2 separate regions of the Cricetulus griseus genome follow, and region 2 is linked to region 1. Evidence: chromatin contacts called from public Micro-C data. All regions are on one chromosome and are shown on one strand. Each heading gives the region's core, a stretch centred on a gene start, on an enhancer-like site or on the middle of the called end of the contact. The rest is flanking DNA. Distances are from core to core; before and after follow the strand shown. Region 1 has its middle 17 kb from the start of Slc25a10. Region 2 holds the start of P4hb (prolyl 4-hydroxylase subunit beta).

What was found. Hi-C and Micro-C count contacts between places; a contact is called where the count stands out from the background.
Region 2: a Micro-C map of the CHO-K1 cell line shows a contact between it and region 1, with 2.9 times the contacts expected there. The contact joins the promoter of P4hb here to the enhancer-like site in region 1. A contact is called at or near these places in 3 of 8 Hi-C or Micro-C datasets (the CHK-Q cell line, the CHO-K1 cell line and liver).

What each region holds. Positions count from the first base shown.
Region 1 is chr7:132,999,384-133,005,037 of CriGri-PICRH-1.0, reverse strand. No RefSeq gene overlaps it. Among named protein-coding and RNA genes, the nearest start is that of Slc25a10, 17 kb to the right of the region's middle. Within about 2 kb of position 3,002, at least 2 of the 6 cell types and tissues checked have open chromatin away from gene starts, as enhancers often do. A contact at or near this core is called in the CHO-K1 cell line, where this site is marked.
Region 2 is chr7:133,060,388-133,065,999 of CriGri-PICRH-1.0, reverse strand. It overlaps P4hb (prolyl 4-hydroxylase subunit beta), which reads left to right and starts at 4,131. Exons shown (of 11, transcript NM_001246693.2): 1 at 4,131-4,308; 2 at 5,246-5,452. The coding sequence starts at 4,158.

The sequences.
Region 1 (5,654 bases), core at 1,753-4,252:
CCAGGCCCTGCTGGCCAACTGGCACCTAGACCAGCTGAAGAGAACAGAAACACAGTAGTGCAGATGCCTCCCAGGCCTGCCCTTCCCGTCACAGAAGGCTCTGAGCTCCCTGGCACCTGGAGCTGGCAGCTTATTCTGGTGTATCTGTATGTGCAAGTCTGTGTCTCTTTGCATTTGTGCTATTTGTGTGTGTGTGCGTGCCTGTGGGTGTATGTCTCGGAGCTGTTTAGTGATGGAGTGTGGCAGGCTGACCTGAGATGCTGTTGTCCAGAAGCCTGGGTGTAGGCAAGGGGACTAGAAGGTCTAAATGCGATTCAGTTAACTGTCTGTGAAAGGCAGCAAAGCTGTTTCATCCGTGTCCTGAAGCTAAGGCCTAGCCCCTACCTCATATTCAGCCCGTGCCAGAACACAGCCTAAAGGGCCAGGAACCCCAAGATAGAAGCCTAACCCTGTGACTGCTGGACTGTCTCCCTTCCCCCATATAGGCATCATCTGGGGCTCCTAGACTGTCTCAGACAGTGCCACTTCCTGAAATCTACCCAGCCTGTGAGGCTCCAGGGGCCACTCCAACATCTCAGCTCCCCTGGGGACAGGCCTGTGTGACTTCCCGTACTTCTACCCCTGAAGTCTTCCCAGAGCTTCACAGTGACAGGAAAGGTCACTGTCCTTCTCCCTGCTGGACAGAGATCAAATAACTGACTCCTGACTCAAAACCCTCAGCTCAGATGGGGTAGGTAGATGGGGCCCATGTCCTTGTGTTGGACTTGTCATGGGCAGGAGGCTAGAATCCCCACAGATGGGGTCCCTAAAGGCCTGTAGGCCGGAAGTGATCTGTCCAGAGTGGTTGCAGAAGGTTCTTGCACAGCTTTCAGAAAGCAGGGCTGTACCAAGCAAGCGAGGTCCTCGTGGCCTCTGCCTGGAACCAGATGGATCTACAACAGTTGTTGGGAGAGCCATACAGGGCGCATTGGAAGAGCAGGACCATCACGCTGGGCTGTGGGTGGCACACACCTTTAAGCTAGGCTGTCCTGGAGCTCACTCTGGAGACAAGGCTGATCTCAAACTCACAGAGATCCACCTGCCTCTGCCTCCCGAGTACTGGGATAAAAGCCGTGTGCCACCACTGCCCGGCATATTATATTTTAAATATCTTTGAAAAAAAAAACTTTAGCCAAGGTGGTGGTGCACACCTATAGTCCCACCAGAGGCAGGCAGATCTCTGTGAATTCTGGTCTCTGTAGGCCAACCTGGTCTACAAAGCACATTGCAGGACAGGCTCCAAAGCTACACAGAGAAACCCTGTTTTGAAAAACCAAACAAAAAATACAATATTTGTATTAATTCTTTTAAAATTTCATGTAATGGGGCTGGAGAGATGGCTCAGCAGATAACAGCACTGCCTGATCTTCCAGAGTTCCTAAGCTTGATTCCCAGCACCCACATGGTGGCTCACAACCATCTGTAATGAGATCTGGTGCCCTCTTCTGGCCTGAAGGCAGACGTGCAGGCAGAACACTGTTTACATGATAAATAAATAAATCCTTAAAAAAAAAAAAGGTTGGAAAGAAACAAGCCTTCAAGCCGGGCGTTGGTGGCACACACCTTTAATCCCAGCACTCGGGAGGCAGAGGCAGGTGGATCTGTGTGAGTTCGAGGCCAGCCTGGTCTCCAGAGTGAGTGCCAGGACAGTTTCCAAAGCTACACAGAGAAACCCTGTAAACAAATAAATAAATAATTGGCCGGAAGGAGAAATTTTCCCAGTACTAAGTGACACGAGGTAGGCTTCAGAAAAGCTTTGTTGGGGGGCCCTGGCTCCCTCTTCTCCCTCTTTGGCCACCTCGGTGTGTCAGCTTCCTCCTTGGACTACTGCAGCAGTCATTTTGTCTGTCTTTGCCTGCTGCCCTACCTCAGAGAGAGTTTCCCTCCCCCACGTTGCCCAAAGTTAGACCAGTTGAGGTCACACACCCTTCTGCTGATTCAATTAGGCTGGGAAATCCCAGGGACTGTTGGGCAGGGGGAAGAGGAAGTGGGTGATCCCAGGAAGCCCAGCTGTGGGGACCGAATGTGCAAACACAAGCCCTCCAAAGTGTCTTGCCGGGGATGGGGGTGGATCCTGGGGACTCTTCCAGGAGGTCCCCAGGCTGTACTGGAGGAAATGTGGGAAGACCCCGGGGGGGGGGGGGGGAAGGGGAGAGGGGGGACGTGTTGTTCTGGGTGCTGTTCCCTGGACATCTCTGCCCTGGGGAAGGAAGGGGGCGCTGCAGGGGGTCCTAGTAGATGTTCAGCCCTCTGGAAACATGTAATAGGTCCAGGAGGGGGCCTGCAGTGAGGACACTCTGGTAATAGGTCCAGGAGGGGGCCTGCAGTGAGGACACTCTGGGCTTCGACAGGAGAGGCTGAGCCTGTCTTCAGCTAAGCCTGGCTAGGGGTCTGGGTGGAACTCACACCCCTATTACTAAGGAGGCACAGGGCACCCTGTGCCAGGCAGCACTCACCCCCCCCCCGGGATGCCCCGCTGAGTGGACTGGGAAGATCCATCACCATGGCCCATCTGATGCCAGCCCAGTGAGCCGGCCACCCACCCCGCAGCCTGAGTTCCAGATCCCAGGAGCAGCCAGGCCCACCCTGGTCTGCTGGTCCCTCCCCAAGTATGTGTGCCCGGGGCAGTTTTTGTTTTTCTTTGTAGACTGTTCAATTCTATAGCCCTGGCCACCTAACACTTACTATGTTCAGGTCCCCAGTTGCCCCAACGTTTTGCTCTTTTGCGTTTCCACCCTGCTAATGCTCCCAGACAATCCTAGGAGACACACTTTGCCAGCTCTCCAGCTTTGGCCGGATCCTCCCTCCACCTGTAAGGGCTGTGCTGGGCCAGCACAGGCCCAGCGCTGAGTCCCATCCCGGGGCTGGGCTCCCGCTTCAGGCTGGACCCTGGACTGCCACGTCCACTCCCGGGCCTTGCGAGCATGGCACCTCAGAGTCTAGGCCGCACCTCCATCTGCCTGAGCCACACCCTTTCTGGGTCTACCTACTCATCCACCCCGACCAGTCCGGTTCCAACCACAGCCCACAGGCCGGTCAGTCGGCGCTACGTGGCTGCCACCCAGAGGCCACTGCGGGAGTTACGTGCTGTCCCTAAACTCAGGCGGCTACACTGCCTGCTGCCGGGACACCAGGGATTGTCCTCGGCCGTCCCCATCCAGCTTTGACACAGCCACGAAACATGTAATTAAAGGATTATTTTTTTACGTAGTCTTGATTTTTTTTATTTATTATGTATACAACATTTTGCTTCCATGTATATCTGCACACCAGAAGAGGGCACCAGATCTCATAACGGATGGTTGTGAGCCACCATGTGGCTGCTGGGAATTGAACTCAGGACCTCTGGAAGACCAGCCAGTGCTCTTAACCTCTGAGCCATCTCTCCAGCCTTGGGAATTTTTTAAATTAGTGATATATGTGGGAGGGCACAGCCCATTGTGGGTGGTGCCACCCGTGGGCACCTGCGGTGTATAAGGAAGTATCGAGCAATCCGATAGACCCATTGCTCTGTGGCTTCTGCTTCAGTCCTGCCTCCAGGTTCCTGCCTTTAGTTTCTTCTCTGACTTTCTCAATGATGGACTGTGACCTGAGAGTTGTCAGCTGAAAGAAACCTTTTCCTCCCCGTATTGCCTTTGCTCATGGTGTCCACAAAGGTGGTAGAAACTGCAACTAAGACAGTTGCTGAGTCACCATGCTAGTATGCAGCTCCAGATATCACCAGGCTGACACTAACCAGGAGCCAGGGCCAGAGGGGCCGCAGCCAGATTCCCCAGTAGCCCCTTCATGCACACTGCCTTAGGCTGTCCTGTAGCCCAGGCTGGTTTCCAATTCACTACGGGGCATCAGCCTTCTAATCCTCTTGCCTTGGCCTCTGGTTTAGGGATTACAGGCAAGCACTGCACCTAGCTCTAGGCCACAGTGGGGCAGGAGGAAGTCCCCCCTACTCTAATCCTCTTGCTAGAGTGTCAAGGAAGTAGTTGTTTTCCTGTGTTTCTGCCTCCCTGACTTCCATACATGGACGTAACTGAAAACACAGCCACCCTTCTTCCTTTCTTCCTTCCTCAGCCTTTCTCTACCTTCAGAGCATGCTGTCTCATTTGGCCAATCCTTGCCTGCATCTAGACTCCAAGTGAAAACAACTAAGGGCTTCAGGTTGTCCAGGCTTGACCTTTGACAACCTGCAGCGATGGGACAAAGGGCAGGTTGGGTTGCTTCTATTCACCTCTTGTCACCTAGGAAGGATCAGAAGGGGGCGGTGTGAGGTTGAATCAGTGGCAGCTGAGGACAGACTCAGAGTTACTTGTCCAGCTCAGAGTGGGAGGTGGAGGCGTTCACAGGGACCACAGAGGAAATAGGCCAAGACTGGAATAGTCAGGGAGCAAAGACCCTCAGTGAAGACCAAAAGCTCCAGAAAAGGACTCTGCCAGGGAAATTCTTCACCGGAGGCAGGAAATGCATCCCCAGACATCTACCGGCAAGGCAGGGCCTACCTCACAGATCCAAAGGGAAACCTGGGGACTGCAGAGATGGCTCAGTGATTAAGGACACCTTTTTCCCAAAGGATCTGGGTTCAGTTTCTACCTCCTACATGTCTGTAGTTCCAGTCCCAGAGAATTCAACCCCTTTTCTGGTCTCCACTGGCACCAGGCATGCACAAGGTACACAGACAGATAGACATGCAGGCAAAACATGTTTTACATACATAAAATAAATACATTTAAGAAAAAAAAAGTGAGAGGCCAGGCATAGTGGCACACACCTTTAATCCTAGTACTTGGGAGGCAGAGACAGCTAGATCTCTGTAAACTCAAGGTCAGCCTGGTCTGTATGGTGAGGTCCAGGTCAGTTAGGGCTACACAGAAGAGAGTCAAAAGCAGTACAGAAGAAACTCAGCACAGGCTGAACTTCAGGCTCTCAGGATCACAAGTACCGTTACAGAGTCCATGCTGGTACCCTGGCCATCCTCAGCTTTTCTCACCCTGCCCCCTGCTCTAAGCTTCTCCAGGCTTCTCTCCCGAAGTTTCTCATTCCTATACAGCCCTGATGCTGTCTTGGTCCCTCTCTCTCACCCTTCTCTCTTGGTCTCCTTCTCCAAATTCTCTGAGTTCCTCTATCTTCTCATGACCAGACCCAGTCTGCCGGCCGCGTTCTGTCTACTGCCTTCTCTCCCTTCTCTGTCTCTCCCGGATGCCTCTGGCAATGCTCTCCCAGACATCTACAATAAAAACATTCCAACCTCAACCATACCTTGAAGCAGCCAAAAAGTTTAAAAAGAAAGAAAGAAAGAAAGAAAGAAAGGAAAGCTGCTTTTTGTTCTGTTGTTAGACAGGTTCTATTGTAAAACCTGGTCCCTGAAAAGAATTACAACCCCAGCGACTGAGAAGATCCAATTCAGCCAAAGCAACGCAAGTGAAAGGATTGAATCCTTCAGCTTGTACACAGTCCCCTCATGCTCCTTCCTCACTGGAAGGACACTGGAGAGCGCTGGGGCTGCCCCAGTCAGGCTCCAGGACCACAGGCTTCCATGAGAGAACACCCAATCTTTCCTAAAACAATTCACCAAGAAAGAAGAGGACAAGCTGGGCAGCGGCGGTGCACAATTTTAATCCCAG
Region 2 (5,612 bases), core at 2,882-5,381, 60 kb before region 1:
GTCAGTAAGGCCTGAGCTGGGTGAGGCCCTTTTCCCAAGTTTTGGAGCCTTACAGACAAAACCAGGACCAGCCAAACAGTCAACCCTTAAAAATTTTATTCTGTTTATCGAACAGGGGCTTCTGAAGCTCACATTGGGCCAAGAAACTTACAACTCTAGGTTTGTCCTAGGCCGGAAGGTGTATGAACTCAGACCCTGAGTGCCAAGTGTGCAAGCACACTGCCAACAACTAGGACTTTGCTCTGGCTCCTCCCATGCAGGTTAACTTAGGGTGGCCTAATAATGTGCATGATGTGTTGCTTAGGTCCCAAGTCTAACTAGATCTTCCCTATCTTGCCACAACCTGTTCCTGTGGTGTGGTGTTCCAAGGCCTGGCCTCTTCCACCCAGAAGCCAGGCACATGCAGGGCCCCTCCCCACCATCTCCCCTCTATGCATGACTCCCAAGAGTTCCCAGGTTTCTGGCTTCTTGGCCATCTCCAGACAGGCCTCCTTCCGTGAGAAAGGTGATATAGGCTGTAGGAAGTGCCAGTTGGTGAGCAGTCAGCTTCTGTGATGTGTATAATTAGCAGTGGTTTTGATTTACAGGAATCTTCTCCATGCCCAGCACCATCCTATAGCAATCAGAGCTACTATAGCCATGGGGCCATGTATACCGTGTCCTGCTGCCCACTTTGTTGTCACCAGCACTCTCGTGTCGTGTGTCGTCGTCCCCCCCCCCATCTTGTGACCAGTAGCGTCAATCTGCTGTTCACTCTACTGGACATGACAAGCCTACCAACTGAAATGGAGTTGCTTGGTTCTGAAAACTCATAACATTAATAATCAAAAATGACCAGTAAGTCAGCCCTTAGTTGATGAGCAATTTCTCTGAGATTCTTTTTTCTTTTTCTTTTTTTTGGTTTTTCGAGACAGGGTTTCTTTGTGGCTTTGGAGGCTGTCCTGGAACTAGCTCTTGTAGGCCAGGCTGGTCTCGAATTCACAGAGACTGCCTCTGCCTCCCAAGTGCTGGGATTAAAGGTGTGCTCCACCACTGCCTGGCCTCTTTTGTTTTTCGATACAGGATTTCTCTGTGTAGCTTTGGAGCCTGTCCTGGCACTCACTCTGTAGACCAGGCTGGCCTCAAACTCACAGGGATCCACCTTCTCTGTTCCCCAAGTGCTGGGATTAAAGGGTAGCACTACCACTGCCTGGGTGATACTCTTTACTTTGATTTATTTCCAATGGCTGGAGAAAATAGCAGTCAGTGTGGGTCTTGCATGACCTGGACACTATGATGTCCAAACTCCCTCTTCTGCAGTGGGAGCTGCTCTTAGAAGGCATAAAACAGGTCTTGGGAAACAAAGGGAAGTTCCCAGCTTGGCTCTCGAGGCTGCAGTCCATAGATGTTCAGATGATGCAACTTGCATTCTTGGTTTGGGACATAATACCTGTATGTTACTCACCTACTCAACAAACCCAGAGGGCCCAAGAATTTCAGGCCTCCTCCTGGCTTCTCAAGAACTCACTGCTGTGCCTGTTTGGGTCTGTGTAGATGGTCAATGCGGAAAGGGCAGATATTCATCAGTCTAAGATTCTGAGATCACACAGGAGAGACTGATGCTTCAGGGCCGGCCCTTCTTTCCACATTGTCAGTAAGCAGCCCTCCCTGTTGTGCAGATAGGACAGTTACCTACATTGGGAGTTTTATGTACCCTGTGTCTGCCACAGGCAGCCCAGAGGTAAGCTGAGACTCGGTCCTATCTACTCCAATCTGTATGCATCTGGAATTCTCTTTCTTTCCTTTCCCACTACTTGTTTGTATTTTACTCTGTGCCCTGCAGGTAAGTTGTCTTTAAACTATCATACCCAACCCTGCCCCACAACTCTGTTCCCTTCCATAGACAAAACATCCCACCCCTAGTATTTGCAACCAAAACCATGATACTTTTTAATTTTGGGGGGACAAGGTCTCAAGTAACCCATGCTGTCCTTTAGCTCCTGGTACTCACCAGGGTAGTTGAACATACATGTAATCCCAGCAGCTTGGAGGCAGAGGCAGTAGGATTGCTGAAAGTTCAGGGCCTCACTGGTCTACACAGTGAGTTTGAATGCAATAGGACTAGGGGGTGGGGGTGGGGGGCAGGCCTTAAAAACAAAACAATTTATCCATCTGCCTCTCTCTCTCTCATGCTTGGATTACAAGGGAAAACTACCAGCCAGCCGACTTCCTAAACTCTTTGTCTTGGCTCCAAATCATGGTTGTTAGGCAACCACAAAAACAGTGGAAGATGGTGCAGCTGACCTGAAGCAATCTCTGCCCCGTACCAAGGAGCAGGAATGTGCACAGGTACTTAGTTAGGCAGAGGAGCAGGAATGTGCACAGGTACTTAGTTAGGCAGAGAAAGGGACAAGCACCTAGCCCAGCTGCTGCTGGACTGGGGAGAAGAGGGCGTCCTCAGAGTGCTCTTCAAGGGCACATTTGCTCATAGCCCTCCTAGGCCTGTAAAGTCACCGGCACAGGATGCAGCGGCTGGAGCACAGGGGACTTGGTCTTTAAGGTAGGAAACTCTAAGAGGAGTCCCATGTAGGAAAGGTGACACATGCCCTCATTTACAGTGTCTCGGAAGAAGCTATCAAAACCCAAAGGCACATTTCGGTCTCCACCGTTTCTGAGAGTAGTATATTATTAGATTATTAGTCACGGCATATACTTAATATGGATATGGGAGTGGTTCCCTTTCCTAATGACCCTTCACTATCAGGATTGTTTTTATAGTAAGAAGTGCAAAAAGCTGGGCGGTGGTGGTGGCGCACACCTTTAATCCCAGCACTCGGGAGGCAGAGGCAGGTGGATCTCTGAGTTCGACGCCAGCCCGGTCTCCAGAGGGAGTGCCAGGCCAGCCAGGGCTGTTACAGAGAAACCCTGTCTGTCTAGAAACAGGAAGGAAGGAAGGAAGGAAGGAAGGAAGGAAGGAAGGAAGGAAGGGGCAAAACCGAGAGGATGCTAGATGGGAGCGAGTAGAACACTCGGGGTACTCGGGGTGTGTGTGTGTGTGCGCGCGCACAAGTCTGGTGACAGGCGTCGGGCAGTAAGGAAGGAGAAGGGTGCACACAACTGCAACCACAGCACTCGGCAGGCTGGGGCAGAGCTTGGAAAGCATCCATCGCTTCAAGTTCGAGGCCAGTAGGAGTTGCAAGCAAGTCGGGGCAAGAGAGACCCAAACCCAAAAGGAGACGGGGAGTAACGATTACTCTGGACTAAGTCGCGATTAAGATGTGAGTCTCGTACGTGACCTAAAGGCTGGTTTCACAGACGCCAAACTTTCCATTGTTCAGCCCAAACCAACACACAGCCGCCGTTTCCACGCGCAGTCAACCCAGTCTGGCGAGGGGCTTTCTCCATTGCCGCGGACGGAGCCTCGGACCGCTCCGCGCCGGGAAACGTGCCCGCGGCCTGCGGGGACGCCCACTGGCGGGCGACAAGGGACCCCGCGCCCGGGCAGGAGCCGCACGGGCCGCACGCAGACAGGAAATTGCGCCACCTGGCTCTGGCTTCCGGGCGGCGTCGCGGGGGCGGGGCCAGTACGGAAACGCGGTCCAGTCAGAATGCAACACGAGGGGCTTCGGGGGCGCAGGCGCAGCTCCACCCAGGGGCCCGGGACTCCGCCCCCTGCCACGTTCGACGAAGAACCGCGCAGGGTGCGCGCATCTCTCGGCCAATCAGGAGCCGCCGGGCCGGGCCGTGGCCAGCGGCGGCCCCTCCGGGCGTGGGGAAGGCGTGGGAAAAGTCGCCAGTCACAAGTCCAGAAAGAGAAAGTTCGCCTCGGCCAGCCAATCAGAGGCTGGGGAACGCGGCGTGTGAGCGCGCGCGCGCGCGCTGCGGGCCAATCCCGGGCGAGGACGGCAGGGCCTCCGGGTCCTTCCGGGCTCCGCGGCCCGCCTCGAGTGGGTGTCCAGTCCTCGCGCGGAGAGGGTGGGCCTCTCAGCGCCTCGGCCAATCAGACGGCGGGGCGGCGCGCGTGCGCGCGGCGGCTGGCGCGCGCGGCGAGGGGGCGGTGTGGGCGCGTCCCCGGCCCAGGATTTATAAAGGCGAGGTCCGGACCCAGGCGCGCTCTCGTCGCCTTGGCTGTCCCGGCGGCGCCAACCCAACCGCCCCGCCCGCTGCCGACGTCCGACATGCTGAGCCGTTCCCTGCTGTGCCTGGCCCTGGCCTGGGTGGCCAGGGTGGGCGCCGACGCCCCGGAGGAGGAGGACAACGTCCTGGTGCTGAAGAAGAGCAACTTCAAGGAGGCGCTGGCGGCACACAACTACCTGCTGGTGGAGTTCTGTGAGTGAGCCGCGGGCCGGGGCGGGCAGGGCCCCGGGCCCCGACCGCAGCTCAGGCCGCCCTCCGCGGCGCCCAGCGCTGCCCTGTGCGCCCGGCCGCTCTCGGTGCAGTGGCCCGGAGATCCCGGCTTGCCCCGCGGAGCTCAGGCTGGCGGGTCCCCGGCTGCTGCTCTCCGGGAGCACCCTCTGTCAGCTTGGCTTCTTGTAGCCGCCCAGAGAGCATCCTTCTACCTAAAGTGGAAATCGCTGTGTCCAGGGCTCCTGGAGGATGACTGAGAGGCCGAGAGGCAGGAAGGTGTCTTTATGCCCGACGTCCACATGGCCCGATCCTTGTTAGCTGGGAAAAAACAGGATGGGCTGTGTGTGCAGTAGCAATTCCGATAGAACAGGTCCAGCCCCATTAACTGTGCCCACCCTGCGTGTAACCTGCCTCATCCTCCTCACTGGGAAGCAGGCCAGGTCCTAAGCCTTACTTCTGTTTACAAGTATGTGAACTCCAGCACAGCTGCCAAGCTGCCTTGACAGATTGTCACATTTTCACACCAGAAAGAGTAGCTTCGGATAGGCATCTGGGCTCGTTCTTGCTAGGTATAGTGCTGAGCCAGCAACCTTTTAACCTTCCCTGGATTCTTAATGGGAAATCTTAGGGATACATTGACCCTGATTGCTGGGGGCAGTGGGAGGTTACAAGTCAGGACTGTTTTGCTGTGTTGGTGGTCACAGGGCAAAGTAGGGTTGGAGTTGGTTTGTCACTCGTGGCCTCTGTCCTGATCTGATATTGCCCAAGAGCACCAGCTATCAGCTCGGTCTCAGGTATTCGTTAAGAGGGGTTATCTTGGTGTGCTGATAAGGTTTTTATGAAAGGAAGTACAAAGTAGAAAGGGAAGCCATAGACCTGGGTCAAGGACTGTCTTCCAGTGTCCTGCTTTCTTTTTCAGATGCCCCATGGTGTGGCCACTGCAAAGCTCTGGCCCCCGAATATGCCAAAGCTGCTGCAAAGCTGAAGGCCGAAGGCTCTGAGATTCGACTGGCCAAGGTGGACGCCACCGAAGAGTCTGACCTGGCTCAGCAGTATGGCGTCCGTGGCTACCCTACAATCAAGTTCTTCAAGAATGGAGACACAGAGTCCCCTAAGGAGTATACAGGTGTGACCCTAGCTCTGCCCTTTAACGATTGTGTGGGCTTTGGTAGCTAAGCAGATGTGTGTCTGAGAGGTAGGGCACCTTTGAGAGGCTTCCAGAGGACCCTGGTGGCAGATGGGCTCCACACCAACTCTTGCATCTGGGGACCATGGAAAGAAAGTTC